2 separate regions of the Ovis aries genome follow, and region 1 is linked to region 2. The links are chromatin contacts, called in public Hi-C maps. All regions are on one chromosome and are shown on one strand. The core of a region is the stretch at or near the end of the contact, and the rest is flanking DNA. Distances in the headings are between cores, read along the strand shown.

The links. Hi-C and Micro-C count contacts between places; a contact is called where the count stands out from the background.
Region 1: a Hi-C map of hypothalamus shows a contact between it and region 2, with 3 times the contacts expected there. The contact joins two enhancer-like sites. A contact is called at or near these places in 2 of 16 Hi-C or Micro-C datasets (hypothalamus and tail adipose tissue).

What each region holds. Positions count from the first base shown.
Region 1 is chr23:55,114,850-55,121,701 of ARS-UI_Ramb_v3.0, forward strand. All of the region lies in intron 5 of TCF4 (transcription factor 4), which reads right to left. Among named protein-coding and RNA genes, the nearest start is that of TCF4, 210 kb to the right of the region's middle. Within about 2 kb of position 4,707, at least 11 of the 54 cell types and tissues checked have an H3K27ac peak or open chromatin away from gene starts, as enhancers often do. A contact at or near this core is called in hypothalamus, where this site is marked.
Region 2 is chr23:54,950,378-54,957,195 of ARS-UI_Ramb_v3.0, forward strand. It overlaps TCF4 (transcription factor 4), which reads right to left. Exons shown (of 19, transcript XM_060405546.1): 15 at 4,245-4,380; 16 at 2,472-2,634. Among named protein-coding and RNA genes, the nearest start is that of CCDC68, 270 kb to the left of the region's middle. Within about 2 kb of position 4,509, at least 10 of the 54 cell types and tissues checked have an H3K27ac peak or open chromatin away from gene starts, as enhancers often do. A contact at or near this core is called in hypothalamus, where this site is marked.

The sequences.
Region 1 (6,852 bases), core at 3,457-5,956, 160 kb after region 2:
CCTTATGAAATCACCTATGAATTTAAACATATAGCATGCAGAAAAACAACTAGAGATCCAGAGACACAAGCCAAAGGAACCCAAGTATATTCGCCTGGATAAATGAAGTGTAACACTCAAAAAACACCAACAAAATTGCGCAGAATGCATTTTGCAGTCAATCCCATTCTGCTTACATTGTAGAGATCTCAGTGGCAACAATGCCGTAAATGAGCATGGGCCAGCCAGGTTCTACCTGAGGAATCTTTGGATAAAGTGATTTACCTTCATTCACTCATTAGCGAAATGAGGAGTTGGAACAAATCCTCTCTAAAGTATCAACAAACACTAAAAAAGTATGTGAATGAAAACCAAAGTCTAAGGGATTTACAGACCAATTTTGACTCATAATTTCAGCCTGAAATGAACAAAGACCCTTAACCTTTCTTTGAAGAAGATATTTGGCATCTCTGACTAAAGTTAACTGGAATAATTCTAGAAAGAAAATTCTAGGAATTTCTGGGGGAAAATATAACAAAGGCTGATGAATTAAAGTTGGTATATCAGTTTTAGAATACTGCTTCTACACTACTTGAAAAGTGAAAGTCGCTCAGTCGTGTCTGAGTCTGTGACTCCATGGTCTATACAGTCCATGGAATTCTCCAGGCCAGAATATTGGAGTGGGTAGCCTTTCCCTTCTCCAGGGGATCGTCCCAACCCAGGGATTGAACCCAGCTCTCCCACATTGCAGATGGATTCTTTACCAGCTGAGCCACAAGGGAAGCCCCAAGAACTACTTACTAGCATGCATTTCTTTCTTCCTCACATGTGCCTTAAGTGCAGGGTCCTGGGAGGGTAAGTTTTGTCCATTAATTGCCTTCCTAAGACAATCTGGATTCTTCAGTGATCGAAAAGCATTAGTCAACAATGAAGTAAAGAAGCCACTGAGCCATTTTTAGTTTAAAAAAAAAAAGTTTGTTTCTCTTAGAACTGTTATTTCATCAAACATGCCTGTGAAGGTTTAAGATACATCATTATCTACCAAGATACCAAGATACATCATCTTGGTACCAATGATGTACCAAGATACCTCACTATCATCACCACCAAGAAAAAAAAAAAAAAAAGAGCTGACAGTTAAATTGGTATGCCATAAATTTTGGAGATGTTAAAATGTGAAAAAAGAAAAAGTGTTTTAGAATCAATTGACTGTTGTCGCGTAAGGCTTTTGACCCAGAATTTGGACAAAACCATCTTCAAGAAGAATCGTAACAGTGCAGGTGGGTCATGAGTCCCATGTGACTCAACCTTCTCTCTCCACTCGCGTCATATTCATTAAACTTTTTTTTAAGGAAAATCATTTATCATTCGTACCAAACAGAAATTAGGAAGAAATAGTTAATGGAGGCTAAATATATCTCTTTAAAGGATTTTCTGTGTTTCTTATTCTTTTTAAGGGCGAAGGGTTGCTGCCTTCCACACGCTGTTTGGGGAATGTGTCAAACACTTCTGAAATGTCTAAAGGCTACCAGTGTGCACTCCTCCCCCCTCATTCCTTATTCCGACAGCCACAGATACCAGGAGCCAGAAGGGGGTCTCAGAAACCACCTAAGCTGAGCCTTCACTTTCAAGAGGGAGAAACTGAGCCTTAAAATATATTGGAGGCGGGATAAGAACTCTGTGATTTGACCTCAGTCTACTAGCTGCTAGATTCTAAACATTCTGCTCAATTATTCCTACCTTGGTTTATGAAGGGCAGCTCCGAAGAGGAGTCTTTTTTTGTCTACTTGTCTGAATTTCCTCCAACTAATTTAATGAGGCCACCTTTCTTTAATACTGCCCTTCAAATGAGACACAGAGAGTCTGAAACAAATTTCTCAAGGTTTCTGAGATCTTCCTTCTCAGTCAGATTCAGTGACAAAGGTTCGTTATGTTGCATATAATGAATGAGGGGAACTTTGTAAAGCAAAAAAAAGGAAAAAGAGTAAAAGAATGTATTCGATATTTCCTCATACTGTCCCTTTCTCAATAAATTTTTTAAATGAGTGCAGTGAAATATGTTCCTCTTGTTTAACATAAGACACTACTAAATCATTCCTGAATGCAGGAAGCATCCCAGGGTGACTCAAGCCCTACCAAGCCCTGTATGTGGTACCAGTCCTGAGAGACGCTTCAACAAGTAAAGCTTCACGGGGACTTCCCTGGTGGTCCAGCGGTTAGTACTCCACGCTTCCAAAGCAGGGGACACTGGTTCAATCCCTGGTCATGGAGCAAAGATCCCATATGCTGCCTGACTCAGCCAAAAAAAGAGCTTCATGGGAAGACACTTCCCAAGGCAAAGAATAAACCATTCTAACTCCTGTGCTGAACTGTGTATAATAACTTAAAATCTTTCCCTATCTCAAAAGTCCAGCTTGATATCGCTAAGTTTTGTAGGAAATGCCCTCAAGAGGCAGTCTATATTCCATGAAATAGAGAGGCTATGATCTCAAGGTGATTCCAGAATCTCCACCAAACACGGCAGCGTCAGGTTTGTCTGGAAAAGAACAAGAACACCACCTCCTCCCAAACCACACATGTTCCAGGCATTGCTGTTGTTACACAGGGCAAATGTCCCACTATGACCTTCAAAGAAGACACTACTGCTGTGATCCTAGGATTAAGGTATGCTTCTGCTTCTGTCGAACCTCACCATGAAACACAGGGTTTAACTCTGATAATGAGTTTTCCACCCTATCCTATAAAGTCAGATCAACTGAAATCCCATGGGCCAATCACTACCAAGACATTGGATACAATACCAGCCCAGTTCATCAAGACATTGGGTCTCATGTTTCTCTCACCCTTAGATGGAGTACTATCCTCAACAAGAGACATATTTGGCCAAAATATCCCAAACCAAGATGGCCGATGGGTTAATGTTCCTTTCTGAGCTCTTCCATTATGCTGCTTCCTGAGTCTGAGGGCTGGCAGGCAGGGCGCCCCGCCAGAGCTGCAGCCCTCTGCAGATGTCTCTGCTGTGTTCGGTCAAAATGAAAAGGAGACAAGATGGCCCTCTGACAACAGACAGCTGTCAATGAGGTGACATGCTTGCTCTCAGCTGGCCGATGAGCGGCACGTAGGTGACACGCGCTTGGCTAACCAGCTTGCCTATAAAATCCCGGATCAGCCATGAGGTGACAGCATGCACTGCCTTCAACTATCCTGTTCTCAGTCACTCTCAGTGAGAGTGTGTCTCTCTCACTCTCCCACTCGGTTGTGCTGAGCACAGTTAGAAAGGCTCTGGTCAATACAACATGTGTAGAAACACAAATCAGACCAAAAGAAAGTGGGAAACAAGAATAGGAAAAGGGAGCCCTGCAGCAGAATGACCCAAAATAAAGCAGAGAGACAGACTTGTCTAGTCAGGTCAGGCTCATATTGACACGGATACAGAGATACCATCGCAGGTAACCAGGCAAGAGACAAGAGGATCCGCGTGGCCTCTTCCCCACGCTCCATCTTGTCATTTGCCCCTCCAGCCACCAGGGGGCAATTTGGGGCTAGATCCTGGTAGAGGAGGCTCAAATTCTGAGCTTTTACAAATACTTAAATATTAGAAGTGGGAGTAGGGGTGGAGTGCCTGGGGAAAGCAGCGCTGAAGGGAGAGACTCAGGGGACCCGCAGAGTGGGAAAGTGAGCTCCTCAAAGCTTCCACTGATTTTCTTAATTAGTGAACTCCTAAGCTCAAAGATGGCTTTCCCTGGTGGTTCCAGGGTAAAGAATACTCCTGGCCAGTGCAGGAGATGTGGGTTCCGCCCCTGAGTTGAGAAGATTCCCCTGGAGAAGGGAACGGCAACCCACTCCAGGATTCCTGCCGGGGAAATCTCATGGACAGAGGAACCTGGCGGGCTACAGTCCATGAGGTCATAAAAGAGACGGACATGACTGAGCGACTAAACAACAACAAGCCAGTCCCTCTAAACTCATAAATAAATGCTAAATTCACCAAGGAGCTACCTGATGGGCCTGGCAGATATTTTAAACCATCAATGGGGAAAACACCTCTCCCATTCTCCCTCTCTCTTTCCATCTCTCTCCATCTTCCTCTCCCGCTCCCCACCTCTTTCACTTCTCTTTCGTTTCTAAAAGAACAGCTGTTTGGAAGCAGCGAATCAGGAAGAAAAACAAGAGGAGACAGCCAAAGCGGATACAGCGTCAAATCTGTGGCTGTCCACCTGCAGCACCGAAGTTGAAACAGCAGAAGTCTGGCTTAGAGAAAGGCGAGTTTAACAAAATACAAACTCACTGGAGTGGCCACTCAGGCAGCAGAGCTCTTCCACAGTCACTCTCTGCCCTGACAACTTTCATTCTGACTCTTATTCAGCTCCCCCAACCAAGAGACTGATCCACCTGCTGGGCTGAAAATACAACCCCAAAGGTTTTTATAAGATCATTTTTAAGAGATCACTGAAGAGTGAAAAGGAGAAGTGGTGAGAGGAGATACTGGGGACACGTGTCCTTTGTCTTTTGAGAATCAGAGAAAAGTCCGAGCTCAAGGCTGTCCCAGGTCTGCTCCAGCTCTGAGAGCTCGGGAGGGTCCCTGCAGTTGTCAAAGCCTGGACAGGATGACAACTATCACTCCATCACCACAGGGCGGCTCCACTGCGGAATATCCTCATGGCCACTGCCTCATCTCTGGAAGACAAAGCAGTCTTTCTTTGAGAGAGATGTGAGAAGCTATTCAACCTCCATCTGCAATCGTGACCAACAAGCAGGAACAGAGCCAGGACAGAGTCTGAGACTGGCCACTGTCTCTCCCACACCAACACCTACGGTTTATCAGCCAAACCAGCAGGCCCTGCCTCCCGCCAGCTGCCAGGTAGCTGAAGAAGCACAGTGGGTTCCCCCACCCAGGGGATCCCCATGGCAGGGTTGAGGGACCATGTCACCAGGATGTCAGCCAGTCACTGAGTTCCAAGGGCATGGGACACTCCAGCTCCTTCCACTGCCCATGCTCTTTGGAAGCTGTCGTATCCACGTAGACCTGACTCAAGGACACCAAAATGCCACAACATCACACAGACTTAAATATGCAGATCACTTATAAACTCTTCACCGCTATTCCAGCTAATACCAATATTGGCACCTTCCGATAGAAAGCCTTTCCCTTTCATAAATAAGCATAAATAGTCAAGAAGCAGAACCACTACAGCGTCTGGGTCAAATGTCAATATGTGATATATAATGTTGTAGTTTTGCCCAACTTTCATCAGCACTGAGTATTTCTAATATCGAATTCAGCCTTTTATCTTTAGTTAAGAAAGTGATGCTTACTATGAAAAAGGAATCCTACAATGTAGGAGTATGTCGGGCAAAAGAAAAAGTATTTGCATACATATGAAAACCAAGGCAGTCATTCCCGGCAAACGCCCTCTTCCTGGTGCCCATGAGAGCAGTGACGGGAGGGGCCTCTGGGACCACGCCACGCCCCTGTCTCTTTCACCAGCTAGAGCTCTTTCGCCAATTGAAATACTAGGAGGGTCCAGCCCTCTGTCGTGCAGTCTCCACTGTTCCCTGGGGAGATGGGGACCAGTGAGGATGCCCGGAACAGCAAAAGCAGCCACCTCCCAGAGGAACACGGGCTTGCCACCTTAGACATCTCCTCCTGGAGCCTCTGATACCCAGGCACCATTTTTATGCTACAGCAGAAGAGGGAAGAAGGCATTCATTTCCCCCAAGGGAAGTTATTATTAAGGACGAGCCCAGGCTCTAGAGGTATTAAGACGGCAAGGAGGTTGGACAGCCTCACTGTCCCTCTCAAGCGCCAAGTCCAGTTCAGCCTTTCCTGGAATCCTGCCTGTGCTGCTCTGAGGCTTTTAATCTCTAAGTTCATTCTGCATCTTCCTTCTCTCGAGAGAACACGGTGTGTACGTAAGCTCTTGCTTATGGCAGATGGACCTTCCAGGAACCACATCCATTGAAAATAAGAGCAGTGACTGTCCCACTCAGCCAGGCTCACGGTTTGGTTCTGACCAGAACAACGGCCGTCTTATCAACCCCCTGGGTTGCTGAAGATAGGAAAGCCTCTCTCCCGTTACATTAGGGCTGCCAGACGCCCTATCTTGCACACTTGCTTCTTAGTTACTGCAAAGCTTTTACATATTTAGGGAGCTTTTCCATCAAAACATGCTGGAATGGCTAGAGGCTCTGACACATGAATGGTATCTGCCCACATGTGCTTTTTATCCAAGTTCACAGCTCCTGGTCACTGAGGGTAAACAGTGTTATCAGTGATTATTATGGATTTAGTCAAGTATATTTCGCTCCTGTCATTTACAAGCACTTGTGTTGGCTGGTATTTACAATGTCGGGACTCTGTCACTCTGGCAACCTTCTGAGACAACATTTTTCCAGTGTTACAGTGACATTTCAAAAACTCAGTATTTACAAGCAAATGACACCCTCTGGCTCCGTGACGATGCAATTCAGTGGTAGCTGAACAAAGGGACACTCCTCTAGAAACTTCTTCAGGATGTATTTCCGGCTACTCCTGGCTATTACATCAGGGTCCAGGGCAGCCCTGCGGCCTTTGGAAGAAAGAGGCTACAAAGACATCAAGTATTAAGAAAATGTCAGTGTCACACACCGCTGGCATGGTAACTGCTGTGCAGAGGCTCACGTGGACAGGGGCTGCTGCATGATCCTGACAAGTCTCTTAACATCTCTGAGCTTTAGCTTCTCATGTCCTACTAAGCGGCACTGGGCAGCCAGGTGACATCTGCTTACTTTAACATTCCATCCTTCTGCGTTTCAAAATTAGACACAGAGATAAAACTCACATCATCATTTTTTTCATGTCCTGTACTGAGTTTATGAGGAACAGAATCCCTT
Region 2 (6,818 bases), core at 3,259-5,758:
GGGAGATGATGCCTTACAAAGACAGAACAGAGCAAGGAACTCCAAGTGGGACAGTCTGAATTAACATGAACAAGAACCTTTTTTGAGCATGAGAGACATTAAAAATGAAGTATACTTCACTCAAAAACTCCATTATAAGGAGCAAAACGGCAGTGACCATCTATAAGGATGTCAACCTAGAGATCTGAGCACTGACCCCAAGGACCAACAAGGTGAGCCTCGACCTTAATATTCCATGAATCTGAAAGGCTCACTGAATGAACATATGAATCACAACATTTCAGAGCTGGAGGAACATGTGGGAAGCCATCTACTCACTTCATCTACTCACTTAAGGAGTACTGGCTTAAAAATCTATGTGTTCAGGACCTCCCTGGGGGTCCAGTGGTCTAGACTCTGCGCTTGCACTGCGGAGGGCCATGGGTTCAATCCCTGGTCAGGAAACTAAGATCCCACATGCTGCTTAGACAGGCCAAAACATTATTTTTAAAAGAAGTTAAAAAGAATTTAAAACATGAATGGCTCCAAGTCTTCCACTGTGAAGAATCTCTGTGTAACTTCCACATTGCAGTGAGGACACATCATGACACAGAAGACCCAGTCAGGCAGAAATGGAGTGGATCCCTGGGCTGCAGCACACGCTGCCCACAAAGATGATGCACGCAAGTAAGCCAAGAGCACTTGCAAGGGAGGCAGACACCAAAGAAAGATGCTTTAAGACTTGGCTCGCCTTCCTGTAGGTTAAACTCCCTTCCAGATGGGACTGTCTGCCTTGGATGTGTGTTGATGAGTGCACAACCGAACTGAGCCCATCAGAAAGCTCTCTTTCTCCGCCACCTGATTCTCTTCCTCACTTCCTCTGCCCACCCATCTCTCTCCCATCCATGACCTCGGCCAACGCCAAGGAATTCAAGGTGACTGTGAATTCACACCCACAGCCCACCACAAAAGTAAGATGTAACAAGCAAAATGAGAACAGAGTCGAGTTTCTGCTGGTCCTGTCCAGAAGGTAAAAATTTGGGTAATGTTTTTACATAGCAAACATATGCCACACTTTTTCCAAAGTGGGGCTGAAAATGGGAAATTGTTTTCCAAGTGTATTCAGGCCAGTAATGAATGAGAATGGGTTATCCACTTACAAGTTGTTTATGCAAACAAAACTGCCTAGATTTGGAAAGCCTTGTCAGACAACAGTTTTGGAGTCCTAAGTGAACGTCAAGAGAGTGACCTTTGAAACAAGAAGGTTCTTAACAGCCAAGTTTAAATGCTGCATTGAGACTTCAAAGGATGAACTGAAAATGCATGTGTTACAGCCACTAGTTAAGTTACCAAGAGTTGACTGAATTAACAGAGAAATTGCTAAGGATGTCAAAGGCCCTCCTGGGAACGTCTTATCATTCCAAGGCAAGAGTCAGGAAATGGCCAAGGGCCAGGAAACCACAGAGATGGTGGAAAGGTGTAAGCGCGAAGGTTCCAGAAATTTCAAAACTGTGGTAGAACTTAGAAACAAATCTAACTACAAAGGCAGTATGAAAAGATGGCATGTCCTTAATCCCTAAAGGACCCCAGGCATAACCTTGAGAACGACGGCCTCTCAAAGGGAGGAATCAGCACTTCTCTAGCGGTCCAGCGGCTAAGACTCCGTGCTCCCAACGCAGGGGGCCTGAATCTGATCCCTGGTCAGGGAACTAGATCCCACAGGCCCACACTAAGACCCAGGGCAGCCAAACAAATGTTGTTTATAAAGGGAGGCACTGTCATAGTACAGCTCATTAAATTTCCAAATAAAAATTATCCAAGAGCACCAAGGCAAAGAACGTGGGTGTCACAATGTTCAAAAAAGTCCATCTGCTTATCAGATTACAGTTCAAGGAGACAGATTCTAATTTAAAGATATTGCGGAGCTGAGAAAACTGATCAGAAGCTATTTTCCTGCAATTGAATTTTCTGCAGAAAGGAGTAGCCAAGAAAAAAACCAGCAACATAGGTACTACTCTTATACATATATATATCTCTCTCTCAACATATGTAGACTCAGGCTGGGAAATCGGTACTTTCTCACTTTCAAGGTACGAAAAAAGTTACAACTGTACATATATCAATTGAGCTTTCAATAGCAATAGGATCTCTTTTTAGAAGTATTTTCAGAAGAACATTTCTGACCAAATTTGTAGAATAAGCAGTCTTACAAATCGACTGCTTGCATTTGAATTGGTGATAAATTGTTTTTGCCATTTTGTGTCATTATCAGCATTGGGTCCAAATTCATAAATGCAAAGGCAGTTTCGGCTTTCCTAGAGTACAGGTATCTCAAATGATACGTTCGTGCCTCTAGAGTAAGCCTTTCCTTTTTAATTTTTAGCTGCAGATTTACCTTCCAGGAAAAAACTGAATAGTTTCTTCCTGTTCTGTTCACTTCATCAAAGTCCAATAAAGGAATTAAATGAAGCGACAGTATTATATACTGTTACCTAGATCTTGACCTAGTAATGGATTTGATATCCTTCTTGTCGTCATCTAATTTCTTGTCCTCGGAAGATTTCGTGTCTTGCAGGTTTTCGTCACCCTCGTCGTCGGATTTGATCTCAGAGCTGCCGGAGGAGACACTCTGGCCCTGCAAGCCTGGTGGCATGCCTGCAGACAAAAAAAAAAAAAAAAAAAAGAGAGCAGGTGACACACCCACCAAAGCCTCGAGGCACAGACACACATGCCCCAGGCTGCAGGGCCGCTGGCTATTCATTTCAGACCGCCCAACTGTGTGATCCATCACTTTCCTCATCATCTTCAGTGAAGTTTCAAAAATGCACCTGCAGAAACAAGTTATCCCTGCATTGGCGCTGAGGTTAAATTCTATTTTGCAATCTTTTGGAGTAGATGGTAATTTCACTGTCTACAAAACATCAACTTAATTGCAATGAAAATCATAATCATGAAAATCACACACCTCAATGTTCTGATTAAGAACCCAAGTAAATATCAGCTATTATATTGAGTTTCTTCCATATGCAATGGTTTAATAGAAAAATGTCCTTAAAATATAATTCCCAGGGAGTACGCTAAATACGTACAGTCAAGACTTCAATAGATACCCTAATGATATTCTGAAATTAGGCTTCTCTTATCCTCGAGGAGTAATCAGTCTTTAAAAATGGTACATATGGAAAGCAGCTCAATGAAGACATTTCTAGCTCTTCCACTGCTCAACTTTCCAAGATCACAATAAACCTTAAAACGTGGCCTAAATGCAATCATTTATTTCTAAGGAAGAAGCGTGTCTATTCAGTATTTCCTTCAATCTGTAATCTACGGGGTCCAGAATCTTGTCCCTCAAAATCTGATCAGGGGACCAGGAGTATGCTTATCCCCTGGAAGCCCATTAGAAATGCAGAACCCCAGACTAACTGAATCAGAATCAGCATTTTAACAACATCCTCAGGTCATGCTTGTACACAATAAGAAGGGCTGACCTAAGACAAAGAAAACCCAAAGGCTCTTTAAAAGAAAGGGCCATCAAAGTCTGACTATTCCGATAAAAATGGGCAGGCATGCCCACATATAGTTAACAATCAGATTCTTACAATGCTTAATACTTGGACAAATGCTTACACATATCCGTTCTTGCGGCACTGTTAGCACATTTTATTCTCAATGTGAGGGCAATGGGGTATTACATAAGCATCTCTTGGTCATCGGGCCAGCCATTTGCAGAGGGACCTGGGACCCAGGTCTTGTTCCTGTGACCCTGCCACCTGGGGTCTTGGAAAGCCGAAAGGAGTCAGGGGTACGGTGCAATCAGGACAGAGCTGGATGACTCATCCGACTGAGTCCCATTTTTGAAATGTACCTACATTTCCTTCCATCTTAAGCAACAAAAACCCATTTCCTTCCTTCCTCTTCATTTGGAAACATCACTGTCAGGCTACAACTAACCACATTAAAGGATCTGGATGAGCGCAATGTGGAAATAGCTAAAATCACATTTCCTCTCATCAGTATCTGGTCTCATCCCCTGCTGCAAACAGGAGCAGGGTTTCAGAAGATGCTGGAGGAAAACAGTTACCGAAGAAACACAATTAGCCATCGATGTTCGAAAGCCTTTCCCATTTCCTTACCATCTTGTTACCGAAACGGCTTCGTGGTTACGGGCCAGTGCTTCCTGAGGGATGAATGCCAAGGAGGCACCACAGGCACACGGGGTCTACTGTTTCAGGGAAATGAGACGTGCCCCTCCAAGGTGGACCTACCTCTGTAAGGGTCCTGGGGTGGGTTCAGATCAGGGGAAGTTGCCGACTGGACAGGTAGCTGCGGCACCGGCACCTGGTTCGGAACGAGAGAGTGGCTGCCTCGCAGGGCCACGCCGTCTTCACGATGGGCCCCAACCTGAAAGAGCCAGAGGGACGGCGGAGGTAAGTGGGCATCAGAGGTGCGACCGCAGGGCCCCAAGGAAGGAAGACCAGCCTTTGAAAACAAGACTCCCCAGTGCATTTCACTAGAGGGCGCTGAAGGATCATACATGCAGCTACAGTCCTCAGCGGAAGGAAAAAAAAAACAACACTTAACGCTCAGTAAGATGCTGTGCTGTACATCCAGTGACAAATATGGCAGAGGAGCTCAGGCAGGTAAAACGTCAAATTGTCTCCCAGGGTGCTGCGGTGGAGCGTACTGATTCGCACCCATCTGCCTTCTATCATGTCCGCCAACAGATCTGACAATTATCTTAATGCCCATATGCTTAATTGTGGGCTTCTCAATTCCCCCATTGCTATCGGAAATCCTACAGGAATTTCAATTTGGCATTCGACTTTCATTTCAGGGGATAAGATTCTCAGGCCTGCCATGTTTTTCTTTTTTTTTTTTTTTTCCATAATGCCAGCTAAGCCTCTGACAGCGGAAGCTACAGCAGTATGGGACGTAGCCCCTGCTCGGTACAAATATAATAAAATGTCACCTGGCTTTCCAAAACTGGCAGCCCATTCCAAATTAATGTTTACTGTATTTCATCAGCTGCTGAGTTCCAAATCCAAAGGGGGACCGTTTCTGCCAATGCCACCATACCGGAAAATGTACCAATAAAGGTTTTATTAAACACACCAGTAATGCCATCATTGCCATGCAAAGATGTTTGGACATTTTTCCATTTTTTTTTTTTAAACTATTCTGATCCTAGATAGACACCATATTGGAAACACTCTCGATGACTCCAAGAATAAAATTATAGAGTACAGCATGATGACTGGGTCTGGAAAAAAAATACTGCTGAGTTTTTTATTAATTACTACTACCTACTCTGGGGTCCAGAGATGTTGAACTTATGGCACTGAGACAGCAATAGCTGACTTTTATAGTGAACGCCTTCAAGGAAGACCATTGAGCATTTGGAAACCAAGAGGACCGTGAGTCAAGCTTCACTGGCATTCCACGTAATTATCTGTTAGTGTATTGTTTGGTGGGTCTAACACTAAAAGTATCTCTCCATGAATTTACACTGCTATGAATCAAAGAGTGTATGTTTTTTCCCAATCCGAAATCGAAAGCCACAACGCAAAATCTTCACTCTTTTGCTACCCAGTGTTTAAAGAATATTTTCGCCAAGCGCAACAACAATAAGAATCTGAACTGCAACAATAAAATGCACAGAACCAGATGAAGCATGTGCTATCTCAAGACAGCCTAGTATGAACTGTCACCTTTACAGACTCCAAAACAATGCAGAAGATGATGATACAGAGGGAAGGGGGAGGACCATATAAATCATACTAACTGCTGAGATTCAAAATACAGCAAAAATAACACTATTATACAGAGAATGGATAAACGACAAGGTCCTACTGCACAGCACAGGGAAATACATTCAGTGTCCTGTGATAAACCATAATGGAAAAGAATATGAAAAAGAATGTATATACATATGTATCTACTGGACAGCAGAAATTAACACAGCGCTGTAAGCCAACACCACGTTTTTATAATTTTTTAAATTTCAAAATAATTTTTTTTAAAAGTTAAAACAAAATACAGCAAGAAGAGCACAGGATTTAAGGACTCGGGCACACCGGGAAGTTTAGATGAATGTTGCAGCTGAGGTATCTGGGGAGCTTCATGCTGTCTGTCCTCTGGGTGCCTGTGTCCCTCCCCAGAGCAGTCTGGAAGGTGGCTAGTTCCTACTGATATGTGGGTGCTTCAGGTATATTAAGAACCTGATTATCTTCCAAAACAGCTACTCCATCTCCAGCACAAGTTGGCCTCCTTGGACACTGCAGCCACTGGTCCTGGATTTAACTTCCAGAGCTCCGCGGCGTAAGCGTCAGCCCTTTTCACATACTGAGCACTACCGCCACGCCTCTCCTGCCTTGCACCTGTAACGGAAGCCTGACCTCTCGCAGGCAGACCGTGCCCACCCAGCTCCCTGCAGCCGTTTCTCACTGTGTATGTTTTCATTTCCCTTTCATACCAAAGAATGATAGCTTTTTTCCACTTTTATATTTGTGCAATTAGAAGACTGATTCAATCAACGGCTATCCTTTCATTCTAAGATGTCAACTTGAAAGCATGAATTTTACAGGCCCTGATCAAATGGTAGCTCTTTAGCGAAGACCGTCATTAAGTATAACCTAAATAATTATCCAACTGCTGATTCACAGTTACTGGCCTTCCCAATGGATTACATTTCTTTCCACAAAGGATGAGTCTAAGTTGGAATCACTGAAGGTAACCACCAATCTGAGCGTGGCAGAGATTCCCATACCCTCCTTCTATTTTAGAATCATTCTGTTAAAACCCTCAAGCCTCCTTTGTGGGCAACTGAGATGCAATTCAAG